Linked DNA regions of Gossypium hirsutum: region 1 is linked to region 2. The links are chromatin contacts, called in public Hi-C maps. All regions are on one chromosome and are shown on one strand. Each heading gives the region's core, a stretch centred on a gene start, on an enhancer-like site or on the middle of the called end of the contact. The rest is flanking DNA. Distances are from core to core; before and after follow the strand shown.

Evidence for each region. A called contact is a pair of places that touch in the nucleus more often than the background predicts.
Region 1: a Hi-C map of leaf shows a contact between it and region 2, with 1.9 times the contacts expected there. The contact joins the promoter of LOC107951804 here to the promoter of LOC107951933 in region 2. A contact is called at or near these places in 3 of 34 Hi-C or Micro-C datasets (leaf and seedling).

What each region holds. Positions count from the first base shown.
Region 1 is chrA02:83,526,463-83,531,019 of Gossypium_hirsutum_v2.1, reverse strand. It overlaps LOC107951804 (lysM domain receptor-like kinase 3), which reads right to left and starts at 2,019. Exons shown (of 11, transcript XM_041084987.1): 1 at 776-2,019; 2 at 74-151. The coding sequence starts at 1,391.
Region 2 is chrA02:82,597,352-82,601,618 of Gossypium_hirsutum_v2.1, reverse strand. It overlaps LOC107951933 (serine/threonine protein phosphatase 2A 55 kDa regulatory subunit B beta isoform), which reads right to left and starts at 1,647. Exons shown (of 14, transcript XM_016887119.2): 1 at 1,139-1,647. The coding sequence starts at 1,250.

The sequences.
Region 1 (4,557 bases), core at 770-3,269, 930 kb before region 2:
CCATATTCAACACTCACACTTCAGTCCAAGTAACATGGCTTTACTTCCTTCACTTAGATTTACCAATTCATACCTGAAATTGCATCAGCTGACGGTGCAGGAACAGGTGCTGGGGGGATCTCATTCTCCACATGATACGGTTCACCAGGAACTGCAATATATATAAGCAAGCTATAGTCTAAAACTTTCTGCTATAAGAGGAGAACTAAACAGTAAGTAAATCCAACAAAATTAACAAGAGAAATGTCTATTCTCGGTACGCATTGCCAGTTGCAAACAACACACAAGGCATAATGAAAAAACACCAATTAATAGCCCTGTAATTCAAGGAAATAGATCATAAAGCAAAGACATTTGTCAATTCTAATCACAGCTATAAAACAAGAATATGCATGAACTCATTATTGCTTGCATTAATATGATATTGTTTGCATATCCGAAATCCATGACATTAGCACCTTCCCTCAAAGTTCACATTATGACTTCAGATAGAAACCAAGTAGGCTCCAGTTCCAAGTCCTTAGTATACCTAATTATAAACTATGGGCAAAAATCTTATTTTACCAACTTTGTTAACTCCTGTATTTGCAAAACTTAAAGAGTTCTCAGAAACTATGCAATTATCATCAAAATCATAAATGCCCATCTCTTGAAAAGCAACTCAATATGGATATATCCAAACAAATAGCATTCCTCATGCAAATTCCTAAGAAACCACACACAGAAAATGGTAAAAAGAATAAACAGAAAAAATTAAATGATTTTTTAGGCAAACCTGAATTCAAGGGAATATAGTACAAAGCACCAACAGTGACATTATCAGGATTTGAAATCCCATTAACTTGCTCAATACTATCCATGCTAACCCCAAATCTACTAGCTAAAGATTGCACACTGTCCCCATCTTTCATCACATAACTCATCAAGTAGTTCCACAAACTACTTGAACACCCACAAAACAGCCTCAAAGACACCACAGCTCCAATCCTTGCCGGCCTGCTAACATTTGGAACCATTGCAAGCCTATCATAAGCCTCTAAAATCATGTCATAAACATACCCTTGATTTGATCTCACTGTAAAGGTTGTGTTTGTTGCATAATTCTTGGAGGATGTCAAGCAAGAACAGTTCTTTTTTATGAATATGTAGCCATGGCTGTCCTCTCCTTCAACTGTAATGTCTTGTGGTATCACATCAAACATGCTCTGGATCACTGCTAGACTTTGGTTTCCCTGCGGCTTAAAAGCCAAAAAAGATGTGCATAATCTTGATGTGTCCGTACAATTCATGGGTATTGTAGCAGAAGAAGAATCCAAGGCATTGAGGGTTTGAACAATAAGAAGAAAGATTAATGGTAGAAGAATCACAAATTGTGAAACCTTAGGATCCATTTTTCTTGTTTCTAACAAAAAAAAAAAAAAAGAAAAGATTGAAACTTTGAGCTAAAATTAAGTGCAAAAAATAGATAAAAATAGAGTTTGATCAAACAACTCGGCCTAAAAGGGTTAACACAAAAAAAGTTTAGGACTAGATAGAGAGAAAACTAGATCAAACATAAATTAGACTTGATAAAAGTTTGAGCAAGGTTTAGCTTTTGCTGTAAATGATGAGCAAGAAGTATGAATCTAAAACAAAATCAGACAAAGAGAAGCAAAGGGTCAGTGAAGAAACTAGAGCTAAGTTCACGAAAATCCTGGCTTTTACTATTTCTTTTCCTTGAAGAGGTTAAAGAAAATGGTAGATTTAGATAGATGGTAGTAAAAAAAGAAGATCAAAGAAAATATATTGGAAGATTAGAGGGAAGATGAAAGTGAGATTTTTGCTAAGCAAAAATGGAAGGTGGGGATTTAAGCTTCAAATTTTAAGGAGGTTTGAAGGACACAAGTAGAAAGGAATGAGATGACTCTAAACAGAGCATGTTCGACTGTTTTTATTTTTCTTTTTCTTTTTTCCCTCTGTTGCGGTTGGTAACTCTTAATTCAGTCCTTCACTGTAAAAAGGGAAAGGGAGTCTCAAATACATACAAACAGGAAGCCATCCCCATCCACTTTCATAGCTATTTGCTGCCCCGCCCTGCCCCGCCCTGCCCTGCCCACCTTTCCTTGAATATTTTCGTTTTTTTTTTATTTCTAACAAAGTTTGTCCATTTTAATAAAGTTTAATTATAAAAAATTATAAGTTATTAAAATAATAAAATTATATTTTTTATTATCGTAAAAATATATTATTAAAATTGAATCTTTCTCAAAATTTCAGACTTTGCTCCGGCACACATACATATATTTATATGAATAGAAGATTAATACAATACTCATGATATGTGTTAATTCTTCGATTATATTGATGAAGTTAATTGTTTAATATATTTGTGTTTTATGTTTAAAATTTATTATGATTAAAATTTTAATAATTTATAATAATTTCATTTACATATGAAAATTTATTCTAATAACTGAATTAATGCTTAATTATCTTACTATACCAAGTCAATAAAAAATAAAAATATAAACTAAATCAAATTTATATATTTTAAAAATGAGGATAATATAAAATGCAGTAAAATTTCGAAAAAAATACTTAAATTTCTATGATTCAACTAAAAAGAATAAAAAGTATTTATTAAATTTATTGTCAAATCAACTGAATTTCTTTCATTCAAAGTGCATTTTGCAATTGTCTGCGGAATACTTCAGAAATGGTATTAAAAAATGTAGTACTTTCACTAAATATTTTTAAACCCACTTTTATTCTAAATTAATTTTTAAATTTTAAATTATTCTAATGAAATTCTTAAAGCATCTCGGTTATATTAGTTAGATTCTTTTATTATTAAAATCGTTAATTTAACTATTAAATTATATATTAAATTTTATGTAATATTATTTTAAATAAAATATTATAAAAAAAATATTTTAAAAATCTAATCTTAAAAATTTTCGAATCTTTTATAAAACTTTTATCTTACATTTCTTTTTTTATTATTTACAAGAGACAAATATGATATAACAAAATACATAAATCTCTCTCCCACACAAGAAACACTCAAAAGGATTGGAAGGGTAAATTGGGAAATAAAATTCACGGGGGCATTGAGTGTTGGGAAAAGGATTGGCACAAGTTGTGAAGAGCTGGAATTGAGAAAGATAGTTGGTTGGGCCCCGCAATTAGGCGCCATTTTTATAAGATTGATCGCCGATCATTTCCCAAACTAATCGCCTTACTTACCTCACTTATCCACACTTTCACGTTGTCGAAGTCAATCGTTGCACGTTTCAAACACCTTCGCTTGTAAGGTTTGACTCAATTTGACCATTAATTTGCTATCCTTTCGAATGATTAATATAACCTTCCATTATAATATATTGTTGGTATCATCTATATTCTATATTATAGATAATAAGGTGCTTAAATTCTAATTGTTTAAAAATAAATATTGTCTATTATTTAAATTTCAAAATTAATATTTTCTAAATTGACTTTAATTAAATTTATTTATTATCTTTTAAAGAAGGATAAAAATTGGACATTTGAATATATTTCTAAAGAAGAAAATATAGAAAGAGATCGAACGAGCGACATTTACTTACAATTAATGGTTGTATTTTTTTTTTTAAAGTTTGGTGATAAAACCTTTGAATTTGTTTGACTTCTTTTACCCTCCAATTGCTTAACAAAGATTTTATAATTGAAGTGGGATATTAGTTTTAAAAAGAAATTAAAAAGACCTTTGGCTTCAACTCGATTTTTTGAAGGGAGTGGAATAATCGGGGAGTAAGGTTTGACTTGGTAGGCCCGCACGTGGACAAGCGACAACTGTAAACCCATAATTAACACAAGAAAAAGATAATAATAGTAATAATATAAGGTGGGAGAGACAGAGAGACGTAACCTGGAGCAAACGCCAAAAGATCCCCCACACACAGCCATAAATTAACTTGTTTTCATTTATTAAACTAAGATCCTTTCCTTTTTTGTTTTATTTCTCCAATATTATAAAAATGTATAATGATTTATTTAATTTTTTAATTTTATAAAAAATTTATTTTAACTCTCTATTTTTTTTATCTCTTTTAACTCTTAAACTTGCATTATTCGTCAAATTAATCTAAAATATATTAAAAAATTAACATCAGTTAACTTTACTGACGTGACATACATATACACGTGGCATAACTAGTGTTAACATACATCAACTTTTTTATTCAGTTTGAAGTGATTTAATAAACAACTAAAATTTAAGGACTAAAAGAGACAAAATTAAACAAATGATTAAAATTACATTTTTTTCTTAAGTTGAAAGGTAAAATAAGTCATTATACCTTACAAAAAAAAAAACTTTTGTTGATACAAGATATGATGTTGGAGGTGATTCGCACAATGTGTTGAAAATCACTAGCGTTGATTTAGGAGTATTTAGAGAATTGTTATCAGATTTAGGCAAAAACATCGATAATACAATGGAAAATTTGGCTTTCTTAGTGATGGAGGGAATTTAAATAGAATATGAGCTTAGTGTGAACTCTTTTAGACAAGTATCTTATTGTGTAGAGTTTGTAA
Region 2 (4,267 bases), core at 398-2,897:
AGACAAGAAGAATAAAAAGAGAGCTACTGAACAGCTAGTGAGAAAGTCCAAGATAGTTCCTTTCCAAAAAACAAAAAAAGAAAAAAATCCTAGCCAGAGACTATGATTAATTGCCTCTCCAGAACTCAAAATAGAATTTTGCAATGATTAGCTATGCTTGAGTTATTGCATATAGAAAATAGTTATCAATTCAACCAGAGTCAACAGAAATGTTTCTGAAAGCTATCCATATCTCACTAATCCAACCCGAACTATTACCATGCATACTTTGATGTTTCTGAAAACCTAAGGCCACTAGTCATCTGTTTCAGTAGCATGCTTCAAAGTTTACCCACATTATACTTACACAGGATTGAATTCAAATTGTTAAGCCAAGTTTCAGTATTGAGTACTAAATTGATCAATAAAAATTTGAAGTAGTATCTAAACAGCCAAATATCTACCAATCACAGAATTATTTCTTTCCTAGCAGCAGCACACAATCTTGCATCAATCAACTCATAATCTAACCCATTTTCTGACTGTCCCACTTACTAAGAAGTTTACCATACCATAACATAACCGATTCATATTAGAAATAAACCACCACCAAATAAAGCTAGGAATCTGAACCCCCATCATATAAATGGTATACCCGTGCCACATCAATGCTGTCATTCATCCATGAGTTATGATTTGTGCCATAAACTCATGAAACATTGTCTATCTCCATCTTAACAAAGTGATAATACCCAGATTCCAATTTCAATTCAAATCTCAAAACTGTTAATCAATTGCCATGCACTAAAACCCCAAAACCAGAAGAAAAGTACATAAATTATTAAAATCAAAACGATTACCAGAAACACACAAAGAAGGCACAACTTTTTGTGCATGCACCATCACTAACTTCACCATCTTCACTTCCACACTATCTTATTTCTAACAAAATACCCAGATATTATTCCAAGCATTATTTGGAACCAAAAGAAAGCAAAAACCTTACAAAAAAAAAAGTCACAATTTCTCATACCCATTAACCTAAACAATAATTACTCAATATCCCATGATCCCAAATAGATCCAAAGCACCAAAATAAACCCTAGTTCTAAAAAGACCTACAAATTACCGATTGGATCCAGAAACAATAATAATTTACCTTCTTGAACTTCTTCTCCAGCGGTTCTTTCACCAAAAACCTGAGAGAATTTCCAATCCAACGGTTGTGGCGGTCCTGCCAGAGCTGCGACCACCTCATCGCCTCCGTGCATTTCTCTCTCTTTCTTTTTTTGGGTTTGCCTTTCTGCCTGTAATTTCACTGTCTAATAATCAATCACGAAAATTGAAAACCAAACGGCCTAGATTCAACCACACTCCCAAAATCAAATTGAAGATCGCATCTTGAGTTAGCTATTTTTGTTCTCTCTTCCTTGTTAAACTCGAAAGGGGTAAAATTTGAAATATTTGTTTCGATTTCTATAATTCAACCATTGACAATAACCCAAAGAAAAACAAACAACAGACACCCAAATTTTCTCCCTCTTCCTGAGAAGAAATATATATTCCTATCTTTTTCTCTTTGCGAAGGAGAATTTTGGATTTTTAGGAATTTTTTTTTTCTTAAAAGGACTGAAATGACTGAGCAGGGAAAATAGAATTCTCTCTCAATAATGCAAGCTTCTTTTTCTCTATTTAATATTTTTTGTGTATATGCTAGCGTTACATACTGTCATGTTTTCCACTTTGACTGTGGGTTTTGATTGAGTGATTCAGTAAAGAGGCGCCGTTTGATCGAGGGAGGACGGGTATTAGTACAAGTGAAATTTTAGGAGTCCAGTGAGTGAGACTTGTGAATTGTTTATTCTCTAATTATACGGTTTCATCGAGCTAAGTTGATTCTTTTGAAGGTTTAAATTTGTCAAAAGTCCTCTATTCTTTCACAATTTAAAATTTAATCCTTGAGATATTTTTTTTGATATTTTCATTGATTTAAAATTCTTGCTCCTTCCATCCAATTTTGCTGTTGAAAAACTTTTATAGTACTTAAAACATTTTATATTCGTTTATCGATTTGGCCCTTAATTTTAAAAATACATAAAACATTCTAAAAAAATTAAGAAATATCTTTTTACATATTTTCAATTAAAAATTATATTTTATAAAATTATGAAATATTAAAAAATATTTAAAATTAAAAAAAATCATTTAATTTAGTTATAATATATATAATTTGAAGTAAATGGCAATATCATTGATTAAAGAAAGCACAAGAGAGTAGCCAGCGAAAAATGGACAATAAAACTAACCCAGACCACCAGGCCCTCCCCTTACACCCATACGCCCATCCTAATATCCATCATTTGTAAAATGTGGAACTGAATCTCAAATATGCAGATGAGCAGAAAATAAAACTACTCTAGTCAACTCGTGAACCCAATTAAAAATCACATAACTAAATTGATTCTTAAGGCTAATACAATCCCCACAAATACACTATATAAATTTCCATAAAAAAATTATTACCTTTGAATTTTGTCAAATGAGGTTTCTCTTCCAATAGCCACCCATTTGATTGCTAAAAGATTAAATAAAAAGAAGAGTTAAGGCATATATGGTTATATACTACATAATTCTCTTTGCAAACTACATTAACCTATAACCCATGGAATGATGTTATGGTCTTTTACATTTGGAGAAGCAAAAACCAATGGTAATTACTAGTTTCTGTCTACCTCATAAATTATATGACATTTACATAACAATAGAAGAATATTATGCTAATCAACAACCATAAAGGGATTGGTAGTAACAACAAACCATTAACATCCTTAAAATTTAGTAACCAGTGACATGAATACCAACAGGTGGCCTGAATTGAAAGGCATAACTTTTTATTTTAAAATTTTTATTTTTGAATGAGTTTCTAATTATTCAGTAATTTTTAATATTATAGAAAAAATATATTTATTGAAAATATAAAAACAAATATTTATCATTCATTTGTTTTACAATATTATGTATTTTTAAATAATAGGGGTTAAATTGATAAAAAAAAAAACTATAAGCTATAAAAGTTATCTTTGCCTTATTTTTCATGATTGTCATGTCTACAACTAAAGGCAAAGTTAGATGGAAGTTCGTAAAAGCATCAAAATTTTTAAATAAAAATATATAGAAAGGGATTTAATGTTTCAAAATTAAACTACATATATTAAAATTTAAATGTTAAATGAGTATAGAAATTTTTATATTTTTCAAAATAAAATATTTATTTTCTAATACTGATTATTTCTTGAAATTTTATATTTTATTTTCTTGAAATTTTTAACATTTAAAATTTAAATGTTAAATGAGTATAGAATTTTTATTTTTTTGAACAGTCATTTCGTTTCGTCGATGAAAAGAAATATGAAGCAGATTGGATTTAAAATATCGTATAAGACATTGATCTAAAATAAAGCCAATGACTTTTACAAGATGAAGAAAACTCGGAGGCTAGTGATCTGAAGCACCAATGTCTAAAGGCAAGGATCTGACAAGCTTTCAACACAACTAACCACGTCAATTTTGGTTTCTTTTTTATTTTACCTGTGCGAGGAGGCACTCCTTTTTTAGGGTGTATTTAGAATTATTTTTTTATTTTAGGTAAGTAATGTATTTAGTATTGTTTTTAAGAAATATTTTTAAGATAAAAGTATTGTTAAAAATTTTAGTTTCTTCCCAAAATTTTTTTTCTTAAATGCATTTTTAAAATTTATTCCTAAACTAAGGGCTTGTTCTGTAGTACTTAAAAAAAGCATTTCTAGCTCTAAAAATACTTCTGAAAAAAAAAGTTGTGCTAAACAAACTACTTTTAACTGACATTTTTAGTTTTTCAGAAGTATTTTTTAAAAGTATTTCTAAAAAGAATAAACTAAAATTTTTAGCTTTTCTTCTCTAAAAAGCACTTTTAATGCTTAATTTCTTTTTTCGGCTTTTCAATAACATAATAATTTCCTCTATTTTTTGTTGGTGTTTAATTACAAATGTGTTAAAATCATTAATTAAAAATATTTTTTTAAAATACTAATTATAAATATTTAATAGTTATATTTAAATATTTAAAATATAGTTTATATATTCTAATTAAATTTTATAAATAATTAATATTTATTGCTTAAAAATATTTAAAATTTATATTTCATATATTAAAATATTAACAACAAGTTATAATATTTTTTTATATTTTTGCTAAAATGTAATAATATTAATTAATTTAAATATTATTTAAATGCATATTTGTTACTTG